Regions from separate parts of the Sus scrofa genome. Here region 1 is linked to region 2. A link is a contact called in public Hi-C data. All regions are on one chromosome and are shown on one strand. Each heading gives the region's core, a stretch centred on a gene start, on an enhancer-like site or on the middle of the called end of the contact. The rest is flanking DNA. Distances are from core to core; before and after follow the strand shown. Region 1 overlaps ZNF438 (zinc finger protein 438). Region 2 overlaps LOC110255684 (a long non-coding RNA gene).

What was found. Hi-C and Micro-C count contacts between places; a contact is called where the count stands out from the background.
Region 1: a Hi-C map of embryonic fibroblasts shows a contact between it and region 2, with 2.1 times the contacts expected there. The contact joins two enhancer-like sites. A contact is called at or near these places in 1 of 5 promoter capture datasets (liver), 14 of 47 Hi-C or Micro-C datasets (alveolar macrophages, embryonic fibroblasts, fetal heart ventricle and 8 more) and 1 of 2 datasets of contacts at active chromatin or transcription factors (skeletal muscle).

What each region holds. Positions count from the first base shown.
Region 1 is chr10:41,601,205-41,606,430 of Sscrofa11.1, reverse strand. It overlaps ZNF438 (zinc finger protein 438), which reads left to right. Exons shown (of 19, transcript XM_021064197.1): 16 at 2,906-2,973. It also overlaps the pseudogene LOC100519509. Among named protein-coding and RNA genes, the nearest start is that of ZEB1, 410 kb to the left of the region's middle. Within about 2 kb of position 1,385, at least 68 of the 83 cell types and tissues checked have an H3K27ac peak or open chromatin away from gene starts, as enhancers often do. A contact at or near this core is called in alveolar macrophages, embryonic fibroblasts, liver and 4 more, where this site is marked.
Region 2 is chr10:41,517,950-41,523,560 of Sscrofa11.1, reverse strand. LOC110255684 (a long non-coding RNA gene) reads left to right here. Exons shown (of 3, transcript XR_002336333.1): 2 at 1-501. Among named protein-coding and RNA genes, the nearest start is that of SVIL, 340 kb to the right of the region's middle. Within about 2 kb of position 1,965, at least 59 of the 83 cell types and tissues checked have an H3K27ac peak or open chromatin away from gene starts, as enhancers often do. A contact at or near this core is called in alveolar macrophages, embryonic fibroblasts, liver and 4 more, where this site is marked.

The DNA of each region.
Region 1 (5,226 bases), core at 136-2,635, 83 kb before region 2:
ACCCCACCCCGGGGGCGCTCCTGCCCGCTCGGCCCGGCCCGGCCCGCTGGCCCCGCCCGGCCCCGCTCTTCGGCCGCCGCGCGGCGAGGTTAACGGCGGACACCGGACAAGCCTGACAGCATCTGGGGTCAGGCGGCCCCGCAAGGAGCAGCGGCGGCTGCTGCTCTGTGCACACAAAAGCCCAGGGCCAGGGCCTGAACAGGGAAGGCAGCCCGAGAAGAGCCAATGCTTCCTTACTCGCCACTTTCTTACTTGCCACTCCAATAGGTCTTTTCTCATGTAGATGCTCAGTGCTCTAAATTTCCCCCTCTGTACTGCTTTGATGGAATCACACACATTTTGGTAGGTTGTGTTTGCATTTCATTCAGTTCAAAACACATTCTAATTTTCTTTTTGATTTCTCCTTTGACCCATAGGTTATTTATAGGTGCGTGATTTAGTCAACCCATGTTCAGAGAGTTTCCAGATATAGTTCTGTTATTTTGGCTTCTTTTATTCCACTGAGGTCAGAGAACATACCTTATATGATTTGAACCCTCTTAAGTGTATTGAGTCTTGTTTTTATGACCCAGAATATGGTGTCTTAATAAAAGATGTCATGTGCATTTGCAAACAATGTGGAATCTGTTGTTTTGGGTGGAATGTTCTGTAACTGTCAATTAGATCAAGTTGGTTTATAGGGTCATTCAAATCCCCAGAGTCCTTAGTGATTTTCTCTCCACTGCTTTTATTATTATTAATTATTCTGTATTTCTCCTTGCAGTTCTGTCCGTTCTTGCTTTATATATTTTGGAGCTCAGTTATTAGGGACATAAATATTTAGGATTTTTATGTCCTTTGAATGAGTTGTCCTTTTTTAATTATGAAATTATAAATGTTTGGTAATAGTCTTCACTTTTTAATCTGCTTTTTCTGATATAGCCACTCCACCTTTTTTTGACATGTCTAATGTGCTTACAATCCTATGCATTGTAATCTTTATCTTCTATATTATAGTTTATATCTGGAAATTTTTATGTGGGCCTTTTTTTATCTTTCTTGTCTATACTTAACTTTTTGAACATATAAAATACAGCTACATACATAATAGACCTTGGCTGCTAATTCTAACATCGTCGTCAGTTCAGGGTCGGTTCTTACTATTTTCTACACTATGGCTCATATTTTCCTGCCTCTTTGTATTACTTGCTCAATTCTTTATTAGATGTCAAACAGCCTGAATTTTACTTTGTTGGGCGATGGATATTTTTGTCTTTCTATAAATATTCTTGAGCTTTGTTCTAAAAACACAGCTAAGACACTTGGAAACAGTTTGAGCCTTTTAGGTCTTTTAGGGTGTGTTTTGTGAAACCAGAGAAATGCTTGATGTAGGGCTGATTATTCCCTCTTAGTAAAGCAAGATTCTTCTTTGTACTCTACCCAGCATCCTGCGAATCAGGTGTGCTTTTAGTCCAGCTGGTGGGTGCAGGCAATGGTCTCATGCTTCTGGGAGTGTTGGGTGCAGGAGTCTTTGCCTGGCCTCAGGCGGTTCCCTCATCTGCAGGTGCTAATGATCAGCACAAAAGGGAACACCGGATGGGATGGGGACCTTCTTTGCTGCTCTCTCTCTCCAGCTCTTTTCTCTGTTACTCTGGGATTCTCCACCAGGGTTCTCCCTTCCTGCAACCTCACCTGCTTCTCAAAGATCAGTCTTTACGACCCAGTGTCCAGTGTGTTGAACAATTGTTTCATATATTTTATCTGTGTCAGGGTTATTTCAAAAAGGAGAGTAAATCTGGTCTCTGTTAACTCAATCTTGGCTAGAAACAGAACTCATGCCCTTTAATTTTACCTCATTTTCTAATTTAAAAACATTTAAAACTTTTTTAAAGTTTTTTACCTTAATGGCTTCTCTCTTTGGTATCATGCTTAGAAACACCTCTGTGTTTGAAAGCTTATATATTTACCTAAATCTTTTCAAGGACTTTAATTGGTTTATTTGCACATTCAAATAGTTTATTAATATGGATCCCTGTATTCTAGACAATTTGGAAAATAGCTAAAATGGAAAGAAAAACACCTATAATTACATCAACAAGTACGAGGCCATTATACATATTAACATACTTCTTATCATGCGTTTTTTTCTGTGCCTTTGTAATCCTAGTGTGTATGTCATTTAGTGTGTTCACCCACGATATTGAGTCATCAGTATTTTCCATGTTGCCACATCATCTTCAAAATTGCATTTTAACGACTGAACTATATTTCATCAAATGGCTATATTGCAGTTACACTGTTAAACACTGTAGTTATTTTTCTTAGAAGCTAGGGAACCTTAACTTTATCTACTTGCACATCTCCACAACCCTGCAAGGGCAGAGATACAGACACAGCCCCCTTTGCAGTGTGTTGTTGCTTCCCTCTCCAAACCCTTACCAGTGCAATCAGTAAAATCCTGGCTGTATGAAATGAGAAGAAAATAAAAAACTTCAGTTTTCTAATGGTTCAGTCCATTTCTTATTATCATATAGTTGTAAGTAGAAAGGTTTTTTTAAAAGCTTGTAATTTATGGAGTTCACGTTGTGGCTCAGCAGGTTACAAAACCAACTAGTATCTGCGAAGACATGGGTTAGATCCCTGGCCTTGATCATTAGGTTAAGGATCCAGCATTGCCGTGAGCTATGGTGCAGGTTGCAGATGTGGCTCAAATCCCATGTTGCTGTGGCTGTGGTGTAGGCCAGCAGCTGCAGCTCTGATTCTGCTCAACTCCTGCCTAGCCTGGGAACTTCCACATGCTGCAAGTGCGGCCCTAAAGAGCAATACATAAATAAATAAACAAAAAGATTGTAATTTTTATTTTTGTGTGTGTTAATATGGCATCTCAACTATTTTCTAATGATTTTTTGTGCTTGGTTATTTTTAGGGAAGTTGTTATTCAAGTCAAATACATCATAATGCAGAATTCCTTGTCAGTACCACCAAAAAATCAAGGTAAGATAAACCATGCTTGGGAAAGTGGTCATGTGTGTGGTATAAAGAGTCTAATTGATACATTTAATGTCACTATCCTCTAACCGTAAGATGACTTATTCCTTGGAACTAAGAAAAAAAATTCTAATTATATATGAAAGTTGATTTCCTTTGGTAAATTACTTGAGTGCCCGTGGATTCCTGGTTTACAAGGATACAGCTACTTTATTGCGAGCTTCTTGAGAACGAGGCCATCTCATTGCACACAAAACTCACAGTCCAGCCTGTTAACTGGCACCAAGAGATGTCAAATGAAGTTCCAGGGTATTGGCTTTAATGAAGCAGAATGACATGTTTTAGGGAGAAGGGTGTTTACCGTATATATATATATATATTCATGCACACGTATGCACAGATAACACACATGGAGAAAGAGGGGATATTTGCGTATATGTTTTTGTCCTATTTCTTCTCGTGTACCCTTTAAAAAAAGAAACCTAAGGAAAAAAAAGCACTTCCCCTCCATATGATTTTTTTAAAAAAGAAAATCAGGATTTTTAAACAAGAGTTCCTAAACCTTTCAGAAGAGCAGTTTACAGGTGGAGATAAAGTCATTTCTGAATAAAGAATAATTATGTTTTTCTCAGTATAAAGGGCAAAGTCTAACCTTTAAGAGGAATTCAAATCTTTCCCCTGCCGCTCCAAACAGGAGAGAAGTTTTGAAGAGAGAGAAAAATACTGTCTTTAAATGATTCAAAATTGGGCATCCTTAGCAGAAGGCGTAACTTTCAGTGAATGGAGGGAATTTGCTATAAAGAACCCTTAACTGGAGCAAACATGCTTTGCTCGTTCCAGCAGAAATAAAGGTAATATCCTAACTATAAAGAGCTTGGGATCTGTTTGAAAGTCTTTTTTTCTTTCTTTCTTTCTTTTTACAGCTGCACTTGCAGCATATGGAAGTTCCCAGGCTAGGGGTCGAACTGGAGCTGTAGCTGCCGGCCTACACCACAGCCATGGCAACAGTGGATCCAAACCACATCTGCAGCCTACACCGCAGCTTGCAGCAATGCCAGATCCTTAACCCACTGAGCGAAGCCAGGGATCGAAGCCACAAGGGGAACTCCTGTTTGAAACTCATTTCTGTCACTGAATTGCATAATCTTAGGTACATCACTTGACCTTAAGCTTCTCATCTATGAATCTATAAAATGAAGGCAGTGAGTCCTACCCTATAGGTTACATGGAGATTAAAGGAGATGCTCTATGTAAATCACCCCACGTATTGCTGAGTGCAGAGCAGGCACTTACACGGTGATCGTGGCTCTTGCCCCCTCATGGTGTCTGTTAATATCTGGACTCTCTCCATCTATGGAGGCTGATACAACGCGATGGGCATGTTGGCCTCCTGCTTGGGATGTCTGCCAGCCTTCGACGGCCAAGCCTGACCCAGGGGGACTCCTGGGAAGCGAACACAGAGCAGACCCCCTGGCTTGGCCCTCATCCAGGCCTTGGGCCCTAGGGAAAGGAAGAGTCCTCAAGACCCATACACGCTCTAGCCCTGAACACTAGGGCAGGAAGGGAGGGAGAAAGGAGAGCAGACACTCCTTTGGGTTAAGTAAAAGGGTACGCTGTCCATGAGTACTTCTGCTCTGTACCCTTTGGAAGGCTTCTGCCGTGGTAGGAGCTGATCAAGGGCTTGGCAGTTCAGTATTTGAGCGGGTATCACCTCCTTCCTCAAGCAGGCAAGGAGAGATACGCCTGCATAGAAGAAGGCGTGCTGGACCAGATGTCAGGAAAGCTGGGCTCCTGTCCCGGATCTGCCTCCAACCAGCTCTAGAACCTCAGAGAAGCTATTTTGCCCCTAAGCCTCGGACTCTCCTGTTAGTAAAGCCAGTATTCCTGAGCATTCTTTCCCAGCTCTTAACAGGTCATGAGTCCATGTGAGTAACTAAGCACTGAGCTGCTTGGTTTCTGGCTGATACGGGGAAGTAAAGCTGGTCAGCTCTCACACCCCTCACCTGCTCTACTCCCCTCAAGGCTTGTTTTGTCTTGGTTTCGTGTCTGCCTCTCTGAGCGGTCGTGGAAGCTTGGTTACCTCCATTGACTTGACCAGAATAGAAGATGCCCTCAAGCCTAGCTAAGATGCAGTAGCTCTAGCAAATCCTTCATTAGTCGTTCCTGAGACCAAAGATGCTTAAGCCCCAAACCCAGAATTTGACAGAGAAAGAGATGTGATAACTAAAAGAGCTCAATGAAAATCACGTGTCTCAGTGT
Region 2 (5,611 bases), core at 716-3,215:
CTAAGAAAGTCAGCTTCTTCTCCTCTACAATCTTAGTGGGGCCTGTGACTTCTCGCCTAACTTCTGCTTGATGCTGAAGAAAGGCAGGCATGTTTTTCCTGGTACCCCTGAAATCTGTATAAGGACTCCTGCCCCTCCTCTTCTTTATTATAAGGTGATCTGGTCGAAATCATGCTTTGATTTAGCACAGAAGACAACCTTTTGCACATCTGGTCCCCCCCACCCCTTCATTCTCCCGTATCCACAGGGGTGGGCTTGTGGCAGCCATGTTTGTATCATGGGACTGACTCCTTGAAGTTGATTGGACCAGGATCTGGCACGTGACCCAAGCTGGGCCAATCTGAGACTTTGTGTCTGAAACGAGGCCCTGCAGCTCACTCCGGCTGCTCTGAGCCCATCTGTTGAATGGGACCGTCCGTCTCCTGTGCCAGGTGGACTGTGAAACAGGCCTAGAGGAAGCCAGTGGGCTAACAAAATCAAAGCAGCAAAAATAAAGAGAAGGTGAGTGAAGGAGAAAGTGGGAACTGAGCTTGGCGCATCCTAGGTTGTGGGTCCACAAGCAAACACTCAGTAAAATAAATTTTCTCTAGTTTGCTAGTTCAAGGTCTTTTTGAAAACTCTGAAGCCAAAGAGTTGCAACTGATACAGAAAGAAATAGAAAAGGTCACCCCAGATTCCACCCCGTGGAAACCGAGGCACCTCCTGGCTTGTCATGAACTGGGAAACCGAAAAATACTCTGAGCTGGGGAAAATGTGGCAGCTGCATAGATCTCTCGGGATTTATCTTTGGTACTCGACTGATTTTCCAGCCCAACAACCTCACGTGAGAGCTGAGCAAAGGCAGGGAACCCAGAGAGCTGGCGTGACTCACCCAGGCTCCCTCCCACAGGCAGCGAGGGTTGGGGCTAGAGTCCTGGTCCCTGAACCTGAAAAGCATCCCTTTCCTACTTTGGGCCCGCGGTGGGCGCTGGGGCCAGGCGGGAGCCATCAGGATAAATCAGCACGTGTTGCTAGGCTGGCGACAAATGACGCGTCTAATTCCCTGGCCCAGCCAGCCCCGCGCGGCGGAGTAGCGCGCTCCGTGCGCACACGTGTGCACTCGGCCAGCGCGGGAGCAGCTGCAGAGGTTGGGCCTCCCGGGAGAGGACGGGGTGGGCGTGAGTGTTCGGGGGGGCGCCATCCCACCCCACCCCTGCGCGGCAGGGAGGGCCCCGCCAGCCGGGCCTTTCAGAGTTAATTAGCCTTCATGCATATGGATGGCACTGCCGATTGAACACGGTGGAGGGGTCGTGACCTGACCCCGGCGAGGCGTGCGGAAAGAAAAGACTGCTTTTCCCAGCTCGGTCCCTAATTGAAAGCCCAGTTGCCGGGCGCTGCGCCGGGGTGTGATCGCCGCCGCCCCATTTCTCCCGCAGAAGGAACACTTCGGGGGGAGCTGCCCCCGGCGCCCGGCCCCCTTTAGCAGCCCCTCTAATGACCTGCGGGGATGTGCAGGCGGCCCGACGACCGTCCCCCTGATATGTCGCCGTAATGATATCTGCACTGGGGATTTATTCCGAAGTTGTCCTTTTCCGTGATGGTTTTCATTTCCTGTCATTTAAAGCTGGAAGCATTTATGGAATATCACATGGTTTTCGTTTACACAGGAAATCAGCTGCAGTTGCGAGAAGATGCGGACTTACTTTTTTGTTTGTTTTTTTAATCCTTCCTCCCACCCCCACCCCCGCCCCGGAAAAAAAAAAAAATGAGAGAGAAAGGGAGGAGGAAAAAGGCAGCCTGCAGCATTTTGTTTTGAAGTAGTTTTCCTTTTTGATCCCCAGTCCTGTTCTCCGAAGTGGTCTGTGGTTATACAGAAAGCAGCAGTTTCTCTCTGACACGTGGTAATCACTACGTGAAGAAAGCACAGCACCTAGAGATGCTTTTGCTTTTTCCAGACCAGGGGGCGGGGGTGGGAGCGCAGCTGCGCGGGCAGCTCCGCCCCGGGGATGCGCCGCGCGACCCGCTCGGATCCGCCCTGGGAGCCGCGGACCGGGCGCCTCTGGAGCTGGGTTTACGCTCCTGGAAAGAGCGCACGTACAGTGCCCAGTTAACCTCCTGGGACCCCTCTGCTTGAACCTGAAAAGAGCAGTGTCCTGCCCCACCCCCAAGGACCACAATAGAAGTCTGTCCTTGGTCCGGCCCCAGCCCATCACCCCACCCCGGGAATCAGAGTCACAGGGCTTTATGACAGGGATTGGGGAAGAATTTGCGACTCATTCTTTAAGCTCCGCCCTCCAGTTACCGCTGAGTTAGGAACTCGCGACTAGAAGCGCCCCCGCACCACGGCTGCACCCCCTCTTAACCAGTGCAGTTCCAGCTGCTCCAGGCCCCCTCCCCCGCCGCCACCGCCCCTCTGAGGGCAACTAGACGGTCCTGGGCAATAGCGCCACCTGGTGCCCAGCATCCTCCAAGCCTTTCCTCGTATCCTTCTCCAAGATGCTAAACAAGCTGCCTTTAGAGATCAAGGGGGCCCAGAATAGAGTCAGGCTCACAGAGGAGCCCCCACCTCGGGTTGAAGTCCTCCTTTCCCCTAAAAGAGCTTAGAGTATAGGGGACAGGAGGCTCCCCTTTCATGCCATCCACTAGGGCATTCCATGGTAAGAGACCTATTCCTGGGATTGAAGGCTGGGCCCTCAACTGAATGGAAAATGCCCTTGAAGAGATATAATTCAGGCACCTGTTTGAGAGTGAACCAGTAACCTTTTCCCAAGGGTATGTGTGCTTCTACCGAGGGAGGAAAGCAAAGAGGAGGCCCAGCCCGAGGTCCAGGAGGGCAGAACCCAGCACTGCCGGCCATGTTTCAAGGGCAGGGGCCGTCTGTGTGGTGGGACTAGGAGGTGGGGAGCTGGTGGCTCTGGGAGGCAGGAGAGGGACAATGTGCACATTTCATGGGTGAGTAGGGCACCCCCACGGAACATCAAGTCCCTGTAGGCCCCCCTGGACCCAGGTGTCCCTCCATGATTGCTGTGTCCCTGGCAGCTGAGACCCGTTTAATTGAGACTCCAGGGCAGCCTCCCTTCCCCCAGCCCATAAAACCAACAGCCCCCTGTGTGAACACGAGCCCCGCATTTTTTATGGGCTGTCTGCTGACGGCTGGGGGACAAGAAGGGGACAAGGCTTACTGCTGCAGCCCTTGGAGCCTCCAGCTATTGAGCTGTGTAACGGGACCCCGTTCCTTGAAACCAAATATTTGCGAGGACACCCAGAAGCCACCTGGCTACCCAATCACTCCATCAGGCGGGTCATTTGTGCCGTAACAATTCCACCTGGGACCCTCTCCACTTCCGAGGGTCAGTGGGCAAAGCTCCCCTCTGAACTGCAAGGAGGCTGGCCCACCAGCTGTTACCGGCAGGCCCTGGATCGGGGCTGTGCAGACCAAGTCTCTTGCTGGCCCATGAGCTGAATGAAAGAAACCCTGTTTCTCCTCTGCAGCGGCAGCAGCAGGAGGCCCAGGTCTCTGTCTGAAGCCCTACACTGTTTTCCTCCCAGGAAACAGCATTTGCCTCCTGTTGCTTATTACCTAATTGGAGAACCACTGGCGTCAGCAGGATGCTGCGTTCAGCTTCTTCAGGCCCCGGCAAGAGCTCTGCTTGGGGGACCAGTTCATTTCCGGCAGGGAACATTTTGAGATGCCTCTTCTTGCTCTCTCTCGCTCCCTCCAGTCTCCCACCCAACACCCCTCTTCTTGGCTCTGTCTCTGAGGTATGGCCTTTATTGGTCTCCGCAAAAGGGGGGAAGGGCAGATGATCTTAGTGACTCTGAGATCCAACCCCTGCCTGGCTGTGTAGGGTGGTTGTCAGGGAAGCACGAGATCTGTCGCATGGCCAGCCTGCTCCTCCATTCAGGACTCCTCCTTGTCCCCCTGCTTGACCGTCTGGAAAATGGGAGCCTTTTCGGAGGGAGGTTTTGGCAAGAAAAATCAGAGGCGTGCAATGCCCCATCCTCAACCCAGCAGCTTCTGAGAAGGTGTCTGGCCAAGCACTTGAGCTCTGGGCCTCCGCTAGAAGCTGCCTCCCCCAGAGTAAACCCGGTGAGTGGTCCAGAGGCTCAGCCCACCTGGACTCAATTTTAAAATAGATCAACAGCATTTCAATATGTATTTCTTCCTGTTGCATTGACAAAAAAAAAATGCCTGGTGATATGCCAGAATGAGATAGATAATGATGTTGTTTAGCAGCAACTGTGTCATTCCGTGTTGTTGACAGTCAAATAAATTAACATAATAAACACAATTTGCTCAAAAACCGGCTAAGGGAAAGCAGATGGTTAGCACATTTCGGCAGGACCTGTTGGTCCAAGTTTGCGCGGATGTTTAGACGTCGCGCCGCCTGCAACAGATGCTCGCCTAGGTCCCCACGTGACGGGCACAGGCGCCCCCGCGCCGGCTTGATGGGGTGGGGGGTGGAGTGGTCCCGCCGCTGGGGGCATCCGGTCCAGGGCCTCCCTCCCTCCCTCCGGAGGCTCCCAGCGCCCGGCCCATTAGCATTCACGGCCCGTCGCCCGCCCAGCGCCCAGCCTTTGTGCTTCTGGAACAAGCCAGCTTTCTTCCGGCGGAGGATGGCGCCGCTGAAGTGCTCGGGCTCCAGCCTATGAGTTTCCCAGTGGCTTCCGGGGCCAGTGGCGCCCAGAGTGGGTGCCTATGGCACTCAAAAGAGAAGAAAACGTTATTTATTATTATTATTATTGCAATAGGAGGAAGCTGTGGCTGCCCAGTGCCTGGGAAGCAGAGTAGTGGGGTGGGGTTTCTTCTCACCAGGCTGGAGGGGATGGGACTGTCAGGGGGCCAGGCCCTGCTCCCTCCTCCAGCTCCCTCCTGTGGCTGGCGTGCCAGGCCTGTTACTTAAAAGGGGACCCTTAGCGATCAGACCCGCCCTTGCAGATGCCTGTACTGCGGAGCCCAGGATTGATGGCCTGGGTCGTCAGAGATATCCTGACGCCCGGACAGCTCACGGGGCCCCTGCCCTGCGGCTTTGCTGGGTGACACTTTCCCGGGGACCCTGAGTCCAGGTCCTTGTTTGCTAAGTGGGGCTTTTATGAAGATTGGATATGAGAATGGTCATAGCCCGCTCAGCACCGCACCAGGCACTTGTGCTACATGCCCAGTGATTGTCAGCCATTGTTCATTCTGAGGTGACAGCCAAGACAGTGGGAAGGCAGCATTCTCCCCTCCCCTCTCCTTACCTCCCCCCACCCCTCCTCACCCCCCTCCCTCCACCCCTCCTCACCCCCCTCCCTCCCCCTCCCCACCCCTCCTCCCTCCCCCTTCACCCCCCTCCTCACCCTCCACCCCCCAGGGCCAGAGGGTGATTAGGAGCTGATCCAGCTGCCTAATAGGCCCCTCAGAAAGAGCAGGTCAGACTGAGCCCTGCTGAGCTGCTTCTGACAGGCCTGCCCCCCCACCCCCGCTGCTGCAGACAGAATGCAGAAGGGACCCCAAACCCGCTCCTGGGCCAGGTTCTCTGGGAAGCAAAGGCCAGAGGGAGTCGGAAGGCTCCCTAGGGGAAAGCTGTGAGTGTGAAGGGGCGAGGGATGACGAGGAGGCTGGGAGCACCTTCAGGCCTCAATGCAGGTC